Linked DNA regions of Danio rerio: region 1 is linked to region 2. A link is a contact called in public HiCAR-type data. All regions are on one chromosome and are shown on one strand. The core of a region is the stretch at or near the end of the contact, and the rest is flanking DNA. Distances in the headings are between cores, read along the strand shown.

Region 1 (2,856 bases), core at 25-2,524, 120 kb after region 2:
GAACATTCTTTATTAAAGTACATTCAGTCTGCTTTATGGCTTGCTCCATGGTTTGCATGGCAGTGTACCAGTTTATTCCACAGTGAACCACAGCAACAGAGCAATCTCATCAGAGTTTGTTTTACTCTAACCAAATCGGATATAAATTAATATTTATACCAGTAAAGAATACACTTTTCTGACACTCAGTTCAGGACTTGAGGCTTTTATTAACAAGATTCTGATATAAATAAAGTGTAAGAAAGAGAGACAGAAAGAAAAAAAAGTGCGTTGTTGGGGTACAATCGAGGACAAGCAGGTCTAGCTGGTCTACCAGCCTAGCCAAGCTGATGTTCAGCTGGTTTAGCTGGTTGGCAACCAAATGGAAAATGCCCAAAATGCATGTAAAACCAGCCCAAGATGTATTTAGATTTGTTTTAGATACTTGATTGGTTTTCAGATGTTTTATTAGACTATTTTGAACATTTCCAGCAAGATTGAGAACTACTACATTGGATGCTAAGGTAATAGGAACTTATATAAATTAATTAGATGTTGAGATTTTGCTTGTAAATGTTTTTCAAAGTTTGTCTTCATCTTGTTAGGATGTCTCTTTCGAGGTCAATGCGAGGATGTACAGTAGAGGGCGCTCTCACCTGTGGCAAATCACACTAGCAGGCTGAGCACGCATCAGGACATCAGCGGGGATATACAGCTTTTTTGAGGTTTTCAAGGCTAATTTTCTTGGTTTTGTGGTTTCCACATATAATGCCAATTTTAAATGACAATTTAAAGCACTTCCATTCATAAAGCAATTTCATTCTTGTTTACCATAGTTGCTATTGTTTTAATAAATGTGCCACAATGGTACAGTAAACAAATGAAACAAATGAACAAACGTTAACATAGTGTCTATTAAAATGTAAGAAAATATTCTTGAGAATATATACACATTTCTAGTCAACATGTGGGCACTTTAAATGCGACATCTCTGTTATATTTGTAGTCTGGTCATCACTGTGTGTTTAGAAATCATTAACGTGATAAAAATACTAATTCTGCAAATTACGCATTACAAATATCCAAATTCCTGACAGAAAAGAAAGCACGCTGTTTAATTGCTCGTTGTGAAACAGAGGGAATAGAGCTCGTAAGTTTTTTGGCCAGGCTCCGCCCCCGAGTGGCGATTGGCCAACCGCATCAGCAGGGGGGATACTGATTGGCCCTTCCAGCTGTCAATCACGCGAGATCTCCTCAGGCGTGTGGTAGCCGTGAAACATATCATTTGCCGTGAAGTGATCAGACCGAGGGAGAGATCAGCACAGACCATCACCGCGCAAACACACCACGCTCGTGAATTTTTGCATGTCAGGAACGGAGGATCCTGTCGCCGGTCATCGGCCGTTTTCCATCTTGCGTTTATAACACATCAAATCGGCGGCATGTGGAATTGTATCAGGATTAGGAATTGGCTCCCAATCGCGTGCCTGCTGTTAACGATGTGGACGAAGGTGAGAGCTCTGATTGTTATTAGTGTTGCAGATCGATTTAATTGCCGTAGCACTGATCAGGAGGCAAAAGTTGATGGGTGTGGGCAGACGATTTCAACCGTTTCTGCTTAAAGTGATCGATATTTGAATTACGCAGCCACATGTGCGCGTGCATTTGGAAATGTCAGATGTAAGAAATGTTAACTTGAAACACGATTCCTCATTAAAAGCACGGGTGGATCAGTTTTATAGGATATTGTATGAAATAAAGCCGATTTTCTCATCTCATCCGCATAACAGGTTTGCAAAATTGTAGACTGATTCTCTGGAGACTTGAATGCACAAGCGCACGCGACACATTCCCTCAAATTAACATTAGCACAGATTTATCTGCATTTCTGTAATGCACAATCAGCATTATGATTGCTCTGTTTGTTTGTTTATTTATTTGTCTTTCTGTTTTTCAATGTATTTTTAGGTGTCCCAGTCCTCTGGCTATTTTGAGCTGCAGCTGATTGCTGTAGAAAATGTAAACGGTGAGTTGTGGGACGGGGAATGTTGCGACAGCACGCGGAACTCTCAAGACCAGCGCTGCGTGCGGGACGAGTGCGATACTTACTTTAAAGTGTGTCTGAAGGAGTACCAGTCTGAAGTCACCACCACTGGACAGTGCACCTTCGGCTCTGGATCTACCGACGTTCTTGGTGGAAATATAATTTCTTTTAAGACCGCAAAAAACAGCCCCAGCAAAACGAGCGACGTGGGAAAGATCATCATCCCTTTTCACTTCGCCTGGCCGGTGAGTCCTCGTCTTCTCCATGGGCTGTAATAAAAAAACGCGCCGCGGTGAGCTGTCACTGCTCGGAAGTTGAGTGCACTATATTGTTAGGGTGATGACAGGGTCTCTATTTTAATCGTGGGGCGTGTAGGCTGCTGTCTTTTAACGATTTTCTGTTATTTCTGTGACTGCTTCATCTGTAGGGCACTCACTTTGCTCTGCGTGTTTGAAACGGGCTGCTTGAAGGTGCATTTAAGGTGACACGCACCTCTTAAAGAGATAGCTCACTGTTGAATGGAAATTCTGCTACTTGGTCACCTTGTTTCCCACCTGTGTTGGTTATTTATTTTAGAAACACGAAGTAATTAGATAATATTGTTATTTACTCGAAGAAATATTGATTGAAAGTGAATGGTGACTTAAGTCTGTCATCCTGTCAAGCGGAAGCTTTAAAAGATACTTTCTAACAGAATAGTTTGTTTTAATTGGCTGTGTTACAAATCTGCTTAGTTGTACATCTTGTTTTGGTAGCATAAGAGAATATACAAGGCGGTTTAGGTAGACTGATTTTAATTTTGTTTCTGTTGACTTCTCATTATCAAGGTGCCA
Region 2 (3,122 bases), core at 263-2,762:
AAGTGAAAAATAATTGAGAAAATGCAATGGAGTTTTATGCCTTAAAGCGGGTGACTTTGACTGTAAATGTGCCTGATTGTCTTCCTTTTTGTAATTAGCACATTGATCAATTTCTGCTGTCTGTAAAATCATGTCAAGCCATCAAGAGACTTATTATGTCAATAACAACAGACTAGATGATGTCATTTCTGAGTGTGAAAGCTGTATTCGCAGAAAAAAATTGTTACCCTACATATAGAGGTGACAGTTTTGCACTTTCAGTGCTTGTAAAGAAAAGGTAACTCACAAACATCCCCAGCTCTCAAGACACTGTTGTAAACAGTTTAAACATACAGCTGAACCATTTTAAGTGTCCTTCAGAGTTGCTACCTCATATGTCACTGTTTACTAAGGCTTAACTATTGAAGGAAAAGAATAAGTAAAGATGTCTCAAGGAAGAGGGGATAAGCTTCTTCAGCTGGTTTGTATGAGACGTTAGCAAAAGCATAAGGTCAGATAAGAAACCTGCACCCATCCTGATGCTTACAGCTTACCTTTGGGATTCTTAAAACATCAGTGTCAAATATATTCTTCTGTTTTCTCTAAACTACATTGAAACCATATGTTTAGATGGTTCCTCGTAGATCACAAATGCTTTAAGGGAATCAGATAAGCATAAAGATTTACTTTGCAATCGTGGAGTGAAAGACAGAAAATGAGGATGAAACATGTAAGTTGCAAGACAGAAAGGCTGAGTTTTGAATGGAATGTACTGCAAAGTATAAAAGTAGTATGATTTTTGCATTTTGGTGCATTTTTTCTATATAGTACTGAAACAGCAAAGATTAAGTTTGTCATGCTAGGAATAGGATGTGTGTGAATTAAACCACGTGTGGATGTGAACTAATTCCGCTTTATTGTGCTTATATGAACACACAGACAGACAGTATATTCACTTTAAGGCCACATTTTATCAATGTTAGAAGAGCTAAATCGATTATTTTTCGGATCAGTTGTCATTTTATCTACAATAACACAAGATGATACATTTATCCTAGAAGAAGATGCTGGGTAAAATTAATAATTCACTAGCCCTGAAAGTCTCTGTAAAGATTTACAGAAAGTTACTAAATGTAGGGCTTTTGGCGGTTTATTTACAAAATCGCGCGCTCCCTGAAGTTGGCGCTAAATCTGAGGTTCAGTCAGCACGAGTCAAGCACACCTGCATTCGCGCGTCAGGCGCGCGCGCTGTAAAGCTTGAAAGAGGACGTGCTGAGGCGACAGAGTCCGTCATTTAACCTTAAATCAAATGAGAAAGCGAATGACCTCATCCACCCGCAACTAACGCTGACTGGCGGTTTTCTGCGCCGCAGCCCACAGAGTCATCTCTGTAGAACATTACTACAACGCAAAGACGAACAGCGCTCTTATTCTGTCCTTCCCAGGCTTCCGTAGACGTTTCCCTCATTCTCCAGTAGTCTGCGGCTCTGCCATCTGTGGTGAGAAGTACCCGTGGGCAGCTTTGTCAAAGCCATGGAGCAGATCAATAACATTCAGGTGGTTCCGTGCACCAGCTCGAACTATTTGAGACCGTTTAGGGTGCATTATAACCAGGTGAGTCGCTATAGTTTCATCGCACGTTATCATCTGTCAGTGATGCGGTCACACCTCATCATTTTGCTGTCAGCAGCCCAACCCCCATTCATTCTGTCATTGCTTTTATCGACCAACATTGCGTCTGATGTTTCACCATGACTATAACATCAGGATGACAAACGATGTATTGAAAAGAATATGTTGCTGATATCGTGTTTTGTGATCTTAGCTTAACTAGCAAGATGCTATTTAGCTATAGACAGGAAGGCAGTCACTTTCCCTCGAGCACATGCTTTACATTAAAACCAGCACAGCTGCCATACAAAGGCTTTATTAAAAGCCTGATGCACACAATATTGCACAGCTACTGCTGCAAAGTAATGATATACTATCCTGATATATACATGCTAGTGGACAAGCTAAGTTATTATCTATCTATCTATCTATCTATCTATCTATCTATCTATCTATCTATCTATCTATCTATCTATCTATCTATCTATCTAATAACCAAAAATAGTAATTCTATATGTGATTTTAGTACTTCATCCGCTTAACCCTTTATATGGCTCTTATTGAAATATTGAAAAAACACAAGTATTATTGGGGGTTATTACAAGGCTTTTTAACTTTTATATATATATAATTATTATCATGATAATTTTAAGTTCACTTCAATTTTGTTTATTTTCTATTAAATATTAGCTAAAAGTTTTGGCTTGTGGGACAGTGACAGTCAAATATAGTATTTAGCTGTATTTATGACAGTTCATTTACAAAATATGCTCATGGAACATGATCTCTACATAATCTAATGACGTCTGGCTTAAAAAAAGTCTGAAATTTTTACCCATACAGTGTATTTTTGGCCATACAGTATATGCTGTCTATTTATTTCATAGTCTTGTTCAAATTGTTTAATGCACAGGTAGGTCTAGTGAGTCATTTTTGATCAATGTTTAAAATTCATGCACTAGCCTCTAACATATTTTAGGAACCATAGTAAATTGGTTACAATGACAGTTGCTATGCTGCTTGTTGCTTATACACGGACACTGGAATGCTCAAAAGCCATGTCTATCATTAAACAAGCTGAATGTAAGTTTTTGACTCCTCTTAAGCATAAGTTGGCCAATATTTTAGAAACATGCCGAGGTAACACACTTGTTTATATGAAAAACAATACTAAATGTCATTTATTCTGCATTGTAAAATTGCAGAATGTGCTTTTGGCCTCTATAACTTGCCCTCTGCCAGTTTAACTTTAGCACCGATATTTGACTCATATTTGTTGGTTTTCACTGAGATGCAGTTCTAACATTTATTTTAAAGCTATTTTAAAGTTATATGTTTATTTTTAATTTTAAAATTTAAGGTAAACTATATGGCTTTTTCATTATGGATATACATGTCATATAAAATGGCATTTAAACTCACACTGGTAGCATTAACATTAAATAAAGCAAATTATCAGTACCAGAGGTGATCATTGTCATGGTAGTTTTATGGTGTTTATTTTGGCTACGAAGAATAGACCCAGAAACCCT

What was found. HiCAR-type assays count read pairs that join an accessible place to other places.
Region 1: a HiCAR-type map of caudal fin shows a contact between it and region 2, with 5 times the contacts expected there. The contact joins the promoter of jag2b here to the promoter of nudt14 in region 2. A contact is called at or near these places in 1 of 18 Hi-C or Micro-C datasets (embryo) and 3 of 4 datasets of contacts at active chromatin or transcription factors (caudal fin, embryo and gastrula embryo).

The regions. Positions count from the first base shown.
Region 1 is chr20:23,935,061-23,937,916 of GRCz12tu, forward strand. jag2b (jagged canonical Notch ligand 2b) reads left to right here and starts at 1,275. Exons shown (of 26, transcript NM_131862.1): 1 at 1,275-1,490; 2 at 1,948-2,268. The coding sequence starts at 1,422.
Region 2 is chr20:23,812,328-23,815,449 of GRCz12tu, forward strand. It overlaps nudt14 (nudix (nucleoside diphosphate linked moiety X)-type motif 14), which reads left to right and starts at 1,513. Exons shown (of 5, transcript NM_001044888.1): 1 at 1,513-1,593. The coding sequence starts at 1,513.